3 separate regions of the Mus musculus genome follow, and all the other regions are linked to region 2. Evidence: chromatin contacts called from public Hi-C data. All regions are on one chromosome and are shown on one strand. Each heading gives the region's core, a stretch centred on a gene start, on an enhancer-like site or on the middle of the called end of the contact. The rest is flanking DNA. Distances are from core to core; before and after follow the strand shown.

Region 1 (4,422 bases), core at 819-3,318, 110 kb before region 2:
GTCTTACATCCCTGGCCCCTCCACATGTGACAAAGACAGATTTTGATGAGCGTATGTGACAAATACAGATGAACTGCTTTGGGCTTCCGAAAAAAGGGGCAAGCCATGTGAAGTCTGAATGAAAGAGGAGACACTGAAGAAAGGCTTTTGTGGGGCTACAAGAACACAGGACCAGGTCACCACCATTTAAATAGTAGGCTCCGGAACGTTGTTCCCTCCTGGGAAGAACGCACAGTTTGTGTCTTCATGGGATTGGAAAACAGAGTGGTCTTACTAAAAAGAGGTTTCCAGGGAAGTAATTTCAAGCAGGCGTAGGAGGGAGATGAGTTGGGTGGTCAGCTATGGATGTACTAGGTTAGAGGCGGCTTCATGAACTCATTGCTGGTGGTTGGTTGTACATGCATAGGCCTTTGTTTTCCCAAACTCATAAATCCCGACTGAGTTGTATTGTGCCTGCAATGAATGTGGTGCTTAGAGGGAGGGAGGGAGGGAGGGAGGAAGAAGAAGAGGGACCAGCTTACACGGGGCCTCTTCCCCCACCATGCTTTGTGCCCAGAATCCAGCCTTCATCATCTCATCCAGTTCTCCCCGGCTTCCCAAGAGCAGCTTCATCTTTTCCATGTCTGCAGATTAAAACAGGAGACTCAGAAGGCTAAGCACCCGTTGCCACGTTGAGGCTGAGGTCTCTGCTCCTGGCTCCTCGTGGCCCTGATAAACTCTACCATCTCCAGCTGCATTGAGGACCCTTTCTTTAGGCACAGAGGCTGGGGTGGATTGCAGGCAGAGGAGGAGGGTTAGGTCTGGCTGGATGTTTGTGGGTTTGCTCCGACTCAGCAGAAGCACTCGTGCTGCTGGCCCGGAGGTGGCTGGCTGGCTGTGTGGTTGGGGTTTGCAAAAGACTCTGAAGAGCCTTTTGCCAGAGGGGCTTTAAAAGTTGCAGCTCTCAGCAGCCACTATCAGCCGGGATTTTTTTCCCCCTTTTCTCCTTCAGATTGAATCCAGTCAAGGTTTTATTGGCTTATCTGTTCTCAGGTTGACCCTTCTTCTTCCTTACCTGTGCAGCCTCCCCTGTCACTCACTACACTTCCGGGCACACAGTGGCCCAGGGAAGGAATTCTCTCTTTAGCAGGGCTACCACTTGGTCCTGGTCTCTGCTTCCTCACTCGAAAATTCCTTTGGTTTCCCCTAAGAGGTGTGAGTTCACTCAGGATGAAGACATACCAGGATCTTGTATGGGTTCAGATTCAGGGGTGAGGGGACTGCTCCCCTCTCTGTGTCATGTTTGAGCCATTCTCAAAAGGCTTCCAGAAAATGGATAGTGCAGTGTGTCTGGAGAACCCAGTATCCTGGATGGTGGGAGTTGCTATTGTCACCTCTCCTCTCCAGGACTCATATCCTTAGGCCCTCTGAAGGGTCAGGGCTCTTGCCTGCCTGCCTCTGAGTATCTGTCATCTTTTGCTTTGTTTGGTCATCGTGGCCCTGCCCCTGCCCCTAACTTAGAAAAGATGAGCCAGGGCCAAGCCTGGCTGCCTTGTCTCCTGGCCAGCAGTGCATGCTGCTTTGCGTCAGCAGAAAAAGTGTCCCCTGCCAGCCACATTCTAGAGCACACTGTCCCTTGCAGCCCTAGCCTGAGAGGACTCTGTGCCGCGTCCCTGCTTGCTGGCCTGAGTTTGGTCTCTCTCTGCCCATATACCTGGTGACTCGGGAACCTCAAAATACGGCTTGGTGGCCCAGTGACTTCAGGGGATGTGCTCGGGGTTTGCCTTCCATGCCTGTTCCTCCTTCCCAGGGTTACAAGGGGTGTCTCCTCCAAGCTCCTCCCAGCTCCCAAAATACCAGCCCTACCTCCCAGCACTGCCAGAAAATGCTTAGCACATTAGCGGGTTTAGCTACAACCACAGTGACAGACACTTAGGAGGCTGCAGAAGCACATAGATTTCATTTTGAATTCCTCCTGGCATCTCACTATTTTGACAACACAGGGCGGCACCACCGTTACTAGGAACCTGTGTGGTAGAAGGGTGGGGGTGGGAGTGTGGGGAGCCACAGCGAGCATGGAATCCTGAAGAGCCTGCGACCGCACCTGCCTCCCATTCTGCTGTGACTGCATCTGTCGTTGGCAGGCCTGTCTGGCGCGGACCTCCCTTTGGCCTTCTGGAGCACACTTGGAGAAGGTTTTGGATCCTAACAACTCCCTCCTCCCCGTCCCCCAGTTGCCTCAGCTCAGTGGCTTCTCTTGCAGGGGAGATGAGAGGCTCCTGGTCCTGCCAGGGAGGCAGCCAGGCGGGCTGAGAGAAGCAGTCTCAGGGAACAGCCTTGCTCTCTGGGGCCTCTGCTCCTTCTCTGCCATTTCATGCTGCAGGCTCCGAAGCTGTCTCCAACTCTCTAGAACCCAGTCTTCTCATATGAAAGCTAGACAAATGTGGCTGGCTTTCCCTACCTCCACGTAAGGCTTGTCATATGCAAGAGACAAATAAATGCAGAGGCGTTTTTTTTTTTTTTTTGAAAGTGTCAGGTGAGGCACACGTTCCCCTGCAGAGAACATGTTATGTCTTGTTTACTGTGAGTTCCTCCACAACGTCTAGTTTAGTGAATAGAAAGGAAAATCTGAGGACTTTCTAGAAATTGCCAGCATGCTCCCTTGAGTCATGGTGTGGTGAAGAACGGCAAGGCTCTGGAGGTATTAGTGAGCAAGGGCTGCTGGAACAGGTAGCATAGACTGAATAGTGTGAGCACCAGGAGTGTAGTCTGTGACACCAGGGAGGCTGGAAATCCAGGGTCAAGGTATGAGCTGTGTGGGCCCCTCCTGTGGCCGCTGAAGACGACGATGAGTCTGCTCTGTGGCCTCTCCCAGCTTCTGCTGCCTCCCTGTATGCCCTCCTCTGTTTGAACCTTCACAGGGTAGTGGTGTCCCTATGTGAAGCTCTGTGTCCAAACACTATTTTAGTTTTAAAGGAAGACACCAATTGTTCCTGAATTTTTGGAGATTTTATGTCCCAGAAATAGTTTTATTTTATTTCCCAAATGGCTTATAAAACATAAAATTGTCTTTTAGAATCAAATGTAGTATCAGTTTATACTTTTCACTTATTTCCTCCCTCCCCGCTCCTTTCCTGCTTGCTTGCTCTCTCTCTCTCTCTCTCTCTCTCTCTCTCTCTCTCTCTCTCTCTCTCTCTTTCTTTTTTTCTTTCTTACTTATGTTTTTGGTTTTTTGAGACAGGGTTTCTCTGTGTAGTCCTAGCTGTCCTGGAACTCACTCTGTAGACCAGGCTGGCCTCGTACTCAGAAATCTGCCTGCCTCTGCCTCCCAAGTGGTGGGATTAAAGGTGTGTGCCACCACTGCCTGGCTATTTATTTATTTTTAAGACATGGTTTTTGACTATCTCAGGCTGGCCTTGAATTCACCCTGTCTCGAGGAGAACTTGAATCAGCGCCCCCCACCCCCACCCCCCAACCCCCCCGTCAGCTTCTCCAGTACTGGAATTATAGGCATATCCCAGTATGCTCTGTTTCCTACTTCTTTTCTGTGCCGTCCTTTCCCTGTGCATGTCTGCATCATGGCTGATGCCAGGTTCACGTTCTTTTCCTCTTCTTGGGCCATACATGTCCTGTTCCCCAGTGGGTCATTTTAGTGTATATCTCTGGCAGAGGAGCCCCCACCCTGAAATCTATGTGTGTCCCCACTTGACTTAGGTACTGGCATGTTGTGGAATGTTTGTGGTTGGAGCATTCCAGCCCTGGTGTGTCGCTGGACCATCATGCTGGCCGATGATCTTTTCAGGACCTGGTACCATCTTGTCTGCCGGCCCTTTGTTTTCAAGGCTCCATGGCTGTTCATCTCTCTGCATTGTGTCTTCCTGTGACCTTTCCAGTTTAGGAAACTGGATGGAGATGGAGGAATACTTTTATTTATACACTACCCTGGAAGAAGAGGAGGCCTAAGGGTTCCTTCCTGTGAGCCACAGGGATCCGTTTCCCAGTTCTCTTTCTTGATAATACCAAGAATCAGGTATTCTCACTAGCCTTGTCTTACAGATGGCCATTTGGGGTTTTGAATGGAAATGTGAGCTTTCCTAAGCTATTCCATGAGGGAGGGACTCATACAGTCATTTCTAACATCTCCCTTTTCTCCTGTGTATGAGGAATGTAGGCAGTGGCCACTCCTGTTAGTCGCCTACAGAGCTCTATAAGAAGTTGTATTTCAGGGTTCCTCCAATCTGCTGAACCACAAAAGAGTTGGATAAGCTCAAGGATAGTCTCCAGAGACCCAGGTTACACACATAGGGAGACCCACCCACGTCCTGCTGGGTCCCTCCTCCTCCCTGCTCCACCCAGCTTGGGGAACCTTCAGTCTGTCACACAGGGCTCTGAGTGGAATGGCACATGCGACCTGCCTTTCACCTTCTCCAGGCCTCTTCTCTT
Region 2 (4,180 bases), core at 665-3,164:
GAAAGACTTCCCTCTTCTTCCTGCTACTAACTGGAAGCCATATTCACATATAAGTTCCTAAAGAAGCAGGACAGCTGCCCTTAGTTACAGCTGGGTTCAGTGGTTACTGGGTCCTGGGTCTGGACTCACACAATAAAGGACAATGCCAGGCCTTGAGATGTTTGTTTGTAAAAAGGCAGGATGTCAGCTGTGTGTGGTGGTATATACCTGTGATCTTAGTACTTGGGAGGTGAATGCAAAGAAATCAGGAGTTCAAGGCCAGCTTTAGCTACATAGTGAGTTCAAGGCTAGCCTACATTACATGAGAATTTATTGCAAAAAAGGAAAAAAAAAACCCTACAGAAATGTCAGGATATTTCTACTCCCCCAGCTCCTGACATCACAGGAATGCAGCTGCTGGCCTTGCTGGGCTGGTGGGGAGATGGGAGTCAGCAGACCCTGGGCGTATGTTATGGCTAGGAGCTTATATCATTTTTCTATCATAGCCGAGGGGGTAAGGGATTCAGGGGGCACACAGACCTTTCAAGGCTGAGAGAGAATAACCACGAGGAACTAGAATGGAGAGGACTTAGAAGGAATCTGATCGAGGCTCAATATTTTTACAGTGTGGTTTGTTCAGGGATGTATAGAGGGTTTGTAAAAGAGCTGGAACTGGATCCAAAGGGCTCGCGGAGGCAACCAGCTCATCTGGAGTCCAGCCTTGGAGGCCCACCCTAGTGTGGAAGCCTTGGGCTTGCCAGAAAGGGGCTCCTGCACGAGGCACTTAGGCAACTGCAGATGCAAATGTTGCAGGTGCTGGATGAATCTTTCATTCTTTTCTTTTGGGTCCTGTGGAGCCATTGTTGACTTTTAAAGAAACCCCAGCTGTTTCAAATGGTCCTTAGGGATGAACAAGCCCACCCTGAGATGCATCTCTCCTGGGTTGGTTTGTTTTGTTTTTGTTTTTTGTTTTTTGTTTTTTTTTGCCTCAATCTCAGTTTATCAGCATCACACAGGACTTTTCTCACTTTGTTCCCTACTGGGCAACTGGGTGGGGGCTCTCCTTACCCATAGATGGTACTGCAAAGAGGACAAAGAGGGGCGCTGGCCAGGTGTGTAGAGCTCCAAACGTCTATCAGCCAGCCTGTTAGTGCATGGTTCTTCTGACCAAACGGAACGCGTGAGGCCCTGCAGGCTGTGGGTTCCACTCTGAAGAAGTGAACAGGATGACATCATGCAGAGTGAAGGCCCCTGGGAAAAGCAAGCTATGGAGGTCAGCCCCAGGCACTGAGAGAGCCGGGGACAGGAGTGACAAGCAGAAAACACATGGCAGCTGTATTCTGCAAAGGCAGACAGACAGACAGACCTGGGTTTGAATCCTGGCTTTGCCAATCTGGGGAGCCATTTATCCTTTCCCACCCTTAGGTTCCCCACCTGTAAAATGGGATCCACATCTTGTAAGTGGTAGGGATTGGAGGCTGCCTGACTGCAGTTACGATGCCCTCCGGCCAGCAGCAGATGCCGGGTGCTGTGATTTGCGTCCTAGCTGAAGGAGTTGGGCTGTAGAGGGAAGGGGCTGTGTGTCTGTGCCATGGGCAGACGCTGGGAATGCAATGCGCCTTGTGGCTCCCAAGGCCTCGGCTTTGTCTCTTGGACACTCATCCTGTAATTGCTTTCAGTCGCTGCTTTCAGTCTCTGGGAACCACTGGCTCAGATACCCACTGCGTGCTCCAAGTTGGGCTGATGAAAATGTGCCAGAGTCATTAAGTTATCAGTAGGGAAGGCAGCCGCTTCTCCCCGGCAGGAAGGATTCTGCTGTCTGCTGAAGCCGGCTTTGTTCACAGAAACTGCCACCCCTCCCCTCCAGCCCCCTCCACCCAGCCCCAGACAACGATTGGAGTAGGGTAGGGGGTTAGGGGACATGCTGTCCCTGCTCTGGGACAACACTGATGGCATTCGTAACTCTAGCCTGGAGGTCCCATGTGGAGTACCCAGCTCTGGACTAGGAATGTGGGCAAAGCTATTTCTGCAGCTTGACAGATGGATCTGCCCCAGGGGGAAGGAGAGAGAGGGAGGCAAGCTGGACTTCCCTTGTCACAGCCATTGCTCTTCACACGCGCTGCGCCAGGAACACAAAATCCAGGTGCTTGCTTGCCAAGGTGAAAAGAAGGACCTTAGGCTGAGCGCAGATGGGGCTGACTGGTCCCAGGGGTGATGGCTGCAGAGGCACACATGACGTAGAGCAGTGGGCCCTGGGGAAGGAGGCTATAGCGGGAAGCTGGGGGTTCAGCCCTCTCTGCATGCTTCAGCAGTCTTGGGGTTTAGTCTGATTCCCTGCGACAGCTCCTTCCAGGGCAGGATTGCCGACTTGATGAGAGGGGAGCAGATGGCGACAGTACTTTATTTTCAGAATGTTATTTTTCTCCTTACCTTCTTCCCTACCCTACCCCATTACCCCAGACTTTGGAGGAGAAACACGCCAGCTCCCTCCCTGTTGGGGTTTATTGTGCTCGCCTGAGCCCCTCCGATGGCAGTGGGGGATGGTGACAGCTGATGGTGACTGAGTCTCACCATGGATCCACTTTTAAATGGTTGTCTTACATCTTTCTCCTTGTGGTGAGGTAGGCGTGCTGTTGCAGCGAGCCCCCGTTCCAGAGAGGGTATGCAGGTGCGGGCACACTTAGCGGCTTATGGAGGAGATCATGCCCGTTAGCAGTTTCAGGCAGAGTTTGAACCCACCCAGTTCAGATGTAGACTATTCAGATGCCCGTGCAGTTCCCCCTTCTCCAATGACAAAACCGACCGAGGCCAGCACAGCTGATCACACTGGCATGACGACCAGTGACCTGCCCTAGGCAAACTTCCAGGAATCCACTCTCTGACTCAGCCATGCTTGCTCGGGGCCTAGGTTCACCCTGGTGGATTTAAAGCTTTTCACTGGAGTAATTCCCACATCACCACTCCCTGATTTCCGAGGCAAGATAAGATCCACAGGGGCTGGAGAGAGAGAAGGGGTGGGGGGGGGGAGGTAGCGCTCAGTTGGTGAACTGTTTGCTCTGCAAGTGTAAAGGACCTGGGTTTGGTTCCTGGGACTCATGTAAAAAGCTAGGCATGGTGGATGTGTGCTTAGAATCGGAGCGCTGGAGATAATATAGGCAGGTGTTCCTGGGGCTCACTGGCCTGCTAGTCTACCCTACAGTGAGCTCCAAGACATAGAGAGAATCCTCCATGCATGCACACACAATGCATGCATGGATGCTCATGAACACACACACACACACACACACACACACACACACACACACACACACACAGGAAGTATATTTCAAGATGGTAGCCAAAGAACATGAAACCCAGTGCAAAGCTCATTCTGATTGCCCAGATCAGTTGCCTATGAAGTTGGCCCTTAGTGTTTGGAGTGACTGGAAAGTAGGATTAAACACAGGAGGCCGGCGTCCTCTCCAGCTTGCCTACAGCAGTCAACACAGGCTTTCCAAAGCACATCTTCCCATCAAAACGTGGCACTCTGATTCCGTCGCACTCTGATTGACCTCCTCTCTTACCCTGTGATGATGTCACTTGGAAGACTAGGTCTTAGTATCAGTAGCTTTGTCTGGAGCTCAGTGTCTTCTCCATTAACCCCAGTTCCTCCTAGCTTGCCTTTCAAGCTGCCCTCCCCGGCTGCCTCCCTTCAGCCTGTGCCCTGCTCACAGACCACCCTGGTAACTCATTATATCCCTCTCCTTCCTAGCTATAGTCCCCGTCCTCGCCAGCTGCCCTGTCTTCTGCTGGAAGGAGTAGTCTATTAGCCTTTGGTACATCCTCATTTCCTTGTCTCAGCTTCCAGAAGGCCATGAATTATCTTCTTGCTGTGGTGGCCTTCCAACGGCCATATGCAATGGTCCCCTCTTGGTCTCCATTTCTTGGCCTTTCTTAGTGCCTCTGCCTCTAAGCCTCAGTCTGCTCACTTTTAAGATTTGTGCATTTGTTACTTTTCTGTTGCCGTGATACAACACCGTGACCAAGGAAACCCATGGATGTAGCTTGTCTTTTGCTACTTTGCGGTTCTCCTTTTATCCACCCTTTCAACCCCCTAACACTAGACAAGACAGGGGGGACAGAAGGAGATTCCTGAGTAAAGTCATGAAGCAGAAAGGGGGTAACATCATTGTCAGACAGCTTCCTGCTGATTAGTGTGTGG
Region 3 (4,679 bases), core at 592-3,091, 92 kb after region 2:
TCTTTTTAGCTGGTTAACTCTGGTTAGGTGACTTTGCCTCTCTGAGCCTCACTGCCCATGAGTGTGAGGCAGAGAGAGATGACCTGTCTAGAGATCTAGCAGGGCTAATAGAGTAGTTCTTGCTGAGAAGTGTCATGGTGCAGGTCTTGCTAACAATGGGACTTCCAGTTTGTAGTAGCCACTGTCATTTTGTCCAGAGGTTACTAAGGGGAGACAATGATTCTGTTGAGGACCCCTCAAGTCCCCGACAGTGCTATTCTGCTCCACTACAGCCTTACATCCTTATGTGGTAGCTGAAGAACTCCGGTTGGAAGATAAACTCTTCTTTCTTTCTTTCTTTCTTTCTTTCTAGACACTCTTAAGACCCTATATTTGGGACCTATAGTAAATCCAGGACAGGCAACGGGCAAGGAAAGAGGACTGGAGCTCTAGATAGGGACCTGACATTCCTGTCCTCTTTCCCAACCCCTCCTGACACCACTAGAGGCAGAAGCCAGCCAGTCTCCAGACTGCTGTGCACTGTGCCTCAGGATCAGATGGGAAGCTGGGTCTAGGCAGAGAGAGTCACTGCTGCCCTTGGCTCAGCCTGAGAGACCCTCCTATGACTAGGTGACTAGGGGGCCAGAGAGGGGGAGGGGAGGGGAGGGGAGGGGAGGGGAGGGGAGGGGAGGGGAGGAGAGGGGAGAGAGAGAGAGAGAGAGAGAGAGAGAGAGAGAAAGAGAGAGAGAGAGAGAGAGAGAGAGAGAGAGAGAGAGAGAGAGAGAGAGAGAGAGAGAGAAGATTCTGATCAGGGGAGCTAAGAGGAGGTTTTGCAGAGCAAGAAGATATGGGTTTCATTCCTGGTGCACTTTAGTCTTCAAGAACGATCCCTTCCAGCCCCCGCATGTGTAAGTCCAGGTATTTTAAGGAAGAAAACCAACAGGACTGGAGGTACTTTTCCTATGGGAGCCAGTTCAGTGCAGTGAGTAGAAGAAAAATCACGGGTAACCCCAGGCTGCCACAGGCACAGCTGAGGGTCTGCTACTTTCCTCTTCTGGGTTACATGTTCAAGGCAGTCTTGCTTGGCTGGCGGGTGGCCCAGGCAGGGTCCTGAGAATCCCCTTGCCTTCCCTCCGCCATTTGGAAGTGCTGAGGTGAGAGTGCCTCTTTCCTACTCAATAATGTCTGTTCTTAGTATTTCTTACGAACTCCAGAGTCATGGAGAAGGGAGAAGCTGGCTCCTGGGTCATAGTCATTCTCACATTGTCACTGAAGGTGTGTGTGTGTGTTCCCAGGCCTAGCTCCAGGCAGGAGTGGTGCTGTTGTCCCCTGTAGTAGACCAGCATTCCTGAGTTGGGTTGGGGGAGTGGGGAGTCGGGGTTAGCATAATAAAGAGAAGAGATGGGAAGGAACTTTGAGTCAGGGTGAGGCTATACTGATGGAGGGGGTGCTGTTGGAATCTGTAAGCAGAGGGACAATGGGAGAGGGTATGAAGCATTATCAGGACAATTTTTTTTCCCTCAGTCCTACAGCCCTAGAAAACAAAATTGTTTGAAAAAAGAAACAAAAGCCAAACATTTGCCAAGCAGTGGACGCTGAGCCAGCTCTCTTTTCTGTGGGCTCCCTGGACTCTGGGTCCATGCTGGTTGAGGGAACTGTCAGACGGCAAGGAGGGAGGGACTGGGTACCCCTCACCCTGTGGAAGTAGGAGGGACCCCACCCCACCCAGGTTCCTGCCTGAGTCTCTGTGGATTTTTCCACTCCCACAGATGAGTGCCATTGGAACATTTGGACATAAATCTCTAAGACCCCACTGGTCTAGATTGGCAAGGGTCAGGTGACAGATGGTAGCAGGGTGAGCTTGATCCTGGCCTACAGCCTTGGGCATGGGAGCAATTTCAGGCTTTGCTGCTTCAGGACTTAGGTCCATAGGTCCTGACTCCAGCAGCTGGAAAGTGCGGTAGGAGGGCCTAGCCAACCTTTTTCCTACCGCCTGGCAGAACAGACAAGGCTCCATGTCCCCCACTGTCTGCTGCCCTTTCGGTCTTTCAAGAGCTCAGCTTTATTTGAGGAAAGGGGAGAACCCCAGTCTTTTCCCCCAAGTCCACAGGTTTCCCCACTGAGACCCCTCATGCACTGAATCTAATTTATCGGTAGTCAGAAGGGCCGCTGAGGTCATCTGTGAGTTGGGCTCTTTGGCTATTCTCCAGTATCCTCAGGCCTTGAGATCTTTATGATCCTCTTCCAGAGGCCCCGAGTGTGGGAACAGCCTGGGAACCATGGATTGGTTCAGAGTTTTTGAGAGCTGGAAATGTTTTTCTAAGGAGCCTGCAGACTCACTGTGGGGGTAGGGACTGGGTTGTTTGCTCTGAGGAGTGGTCAGGAAGCAGAGAGGAGGAGGTCGGAAGGTGAATGGATTGGGTCCTTTGACCATCACAGTGGATGCTTCTGGAAAGGCCTGGCTGCAGGGCTGTTCAAACTGGGCAGCAGGAGAGAGGCCCAAAGAAAGCAACTTCAGGAAGCCCTGAGGTAGAGAGGTAGGCTCCTGCCTTGTCATTTCTGCATTAAACCTGTCTCTCAGAAGAGAGAGAGAGAGAGAGAGAGAGAGAGAGAGAGAGAGAGAGAGAGAGACAGACAGACAGACAGACAGACAGACACACACACACACACACACACACACACACACACACACACACACACACACACACACCCTGTAAGGAGGAAAACTGGAAGCCAGGAGTAGTGTGCCTTTGAAAGGTCTGTGTGGGTTTTGAGGAAGGCCTGGCCATGCCTCCTGACTGGTTGCAAGGGCTCCTTGGCATTGGTGAAGCTGTGAGAGGTGCCATAGGATGTCATAGGTGTCATGAGGGTGTGGGTGAGTACAGGGGTGCCCTTTTGGAGTCTGTGACAGCCTCAGGTGGAGGGGCCAGCAGCCTCGAACAAGTGACACTCCACAGTTTCCCCATCGTTGGCCTCACCACGAACAGGGAGCATTTGTGCTGATGGTGACATTACCCAGGGCAGAGCAGAGGAAGGCAGGATTGGGCTGGCAGGCAGCCAGAACCCTCTTCCACAGAGATATAATTACTAATAATGACCTCTATCCTGAAAGCAAATAAGATGGCCATTCAGGTCGGCACCAACTGGGTCTGGCAAATCAACAAAACCGGGGTTGGGAAGGGACACAGGAAAAGAGGCCTCTGTCGGAAATAGGGACCCCATGAGGCCCTGGGGTCTTTGTATTCCTCAGCAGCTAACTTTGAGAACTCCCTGCCTATGCTCCCACCCACTGCATCTCGTTAGCTCACCTTGCTCCATCTCTAGTGTTGTGTTGTTAATATTGCTGATGAGAGCAGGCGCATGTGTGTGCGTATGTGTGAATGTGTGAACGTGCATTGCATGTGTGTGTGCTTGTGTGTGTATGTGTATGCATGTGTGTGTATGTGTGTGCATGTGTGTGTGTGTACATATGTGTGCATATGTGTGCATTGCATGTGAGTGCGTGCACACTCATGTGTGTGTGCATTGCGTGTGTGTGTGTGTGTGTGTGTGTGTGTGTGTGTGCGTGTGCACATGTGGGTTTGGGTGTATGTTGGCCTAAAGAAAGCCACTGGTGTTGATCCAAGACCAGAGGGAGAGCCAGGAGCCACCAGGCAAGCTGTATCTTATCGTCCCTGAAGTTTTCTGCAGCCAAGGACTGCAGTGCCCAGTCTAAAGAGCCAGCAGATGGCTTCTCGTGGCCTTTCCCATCTTTTCTCTTTGTCACCTCTGCCTCTTTTGGAGAAATATTGAAGATTTGAGAAAAAGAAAAAGCCTCAATTATGCTATCAAAACGGTGCAAAGACTTCATGGCTGCAATGAGGTCTGGGTTTTTGTTGACTCTATTTTCCCTTTCATGTTTATTCCCCACTGTGACCTTCATTCTCTTTTTCTCCTCCCTCCTCCACCCTTCTCCTCCCTCCTCCCTTCTTTGCATCCCCTCCCACCTTCCCTGTAGCCACGCAAATGTTAGAGTGCAGGGGTAGCTGGAAGAAAACAGTGCCATAAAAGAAAAATATACCCCTGTGCATTTTCAACATGTAGTTGAAGAAGCCTAAATTAAGGACTAAGGGGGGAACAAAGCAAAAGACACACGGCCAGATAATATATGAGTGAAGCCTGAAAACAGAAGCTCAGAGCAGAGGGGCTGTGGAGCAGGTGGGTTGGGGAGGCAGGGAGTCCCAGCTTGCCAGTGTGTCAGGTCCACATGGCATTTGGGGAAACAGATAAACCTGTGCTTTGGCATCAAATGGTCGGGTGTTTAGGGCCCCTTGTGCTCTTTTGTTAGGCAAGGGAAGAGATGCCCATGCTAGCTGTCCCTGTGCATCCGCCATGCTTGTCCACCCTGGCTACTTCTTCCCTGGAGGCAGATGAACACATTTTTTGCCTGCCAAGAGTGAATGCTGGGCATGCTGGTACTGGCTGAAGCACTTGGCAGGGGGCTGGGTATGCGCAAAGCAATGGGCTTGGTCTGCAGGGGCTGAATAAAACCAGCCTCACCCTGGCCCAGGCTTCGGGTTGCATTATCAGGCTGTAAATGCTAAAACATTCCAGGGGGAACCCGGTAAGCATCCTGCAACCAGGACGGGGCTGCTTATCCGCTTATCCGTATGTTAGCTTCTGTTTGGAGCATATTTCCATATGATGTGCAGGTGGAAACA

Evidence for each region. Hi-C and Micro-C count contacts between places; a contact is called where the count stands out from the background.
Region 1: a contact with region 2 is called in a Hi-C map of cerebellum, with 1.6 times the contacts expected there. The contact joins two enhancer-like sites. A contact is called at or near these places in 2 of 484 Hi-C or Micro-C datasets (cerebellum and nephron progenitors) and 2 of 9 other capture datasets (liver and pancreatic islet).
Region 3: a Hi-C map of the N1E-115 cell line shows a contact between it and region 2, with 2.1 times the contacts expected there. The contact joins two enhancer-like sites. A contact is called at or near these places in 9 of 484 Hi-C or Micro-C datasets (the G1E-ER4 cell line, the HL-1 cell line, the N1E-115 cell line and 6 more), 2 of 115 datasets of contacts at active chromatin or transcription factors (both in embryonic stem cells) and 3 of 9 other capture datasets (adipose tissue, liver and pancreatic islet).

What each region holds. Positions count from the first base shown.
Region 1 is chr12:83,409,572-83,413,993 of GRCm38.p6, reverse strand. All of the region lies in intron 1 of Dpf3 (D4, zinc and double PHD fingers, family 3), which reads left to right. Among named protein-coding and RNA genes, the nearest start is that of Dpf3, 76 kb to the left of the region's middle. Within about 2 kb of position 2,068, at least 58 of the 459 cell types and tissues checked have an H3K27ac peak or open chromatin away from gene starts, as enhancers often do. A contact at or near this core is called in cerebellum, where this site is marked.
Region 2 is chr12:83,300,480-83,304,659 of GRCm38.p6, reverse strand. All of the region lies in intron 6 of Dpf3 (D4, zinc and double PHD fingers, family 3), which reads left to right. Among named protein-coding and RNA genes, the nearest start is that of Gm51988, 150 kb to the right of the region's middle. Within about 2 kb of position 1,914, at least 80 of the 459 cell types and tissues checked have an H3K27ac peak or open chromatin away from gene starts, as enhancers often do. A contact at or near this core is called in the N1E-115 cell line, cerebellar granule neurons and cerebellum, where this site is marked.
Region 3 is chr12:83,207,998-83,212,676 of GRCm38.p6, reverse strand. No RefSeq gene overlaps it. Among named protein-coding and RNA genes, the nearest start is that of Gm51988, 56 kb to the right of the region's middle. Within about 2 kb of position 1,841, at least 23 of the 459 cell types and tissues checked have an H3K27ac peak or open chromatin away from gene starts, as enhancers often do. A contact at or near this core is called in the N1E-115 cell line, cerebellar granule neurons and cerebellum, where this site is marked.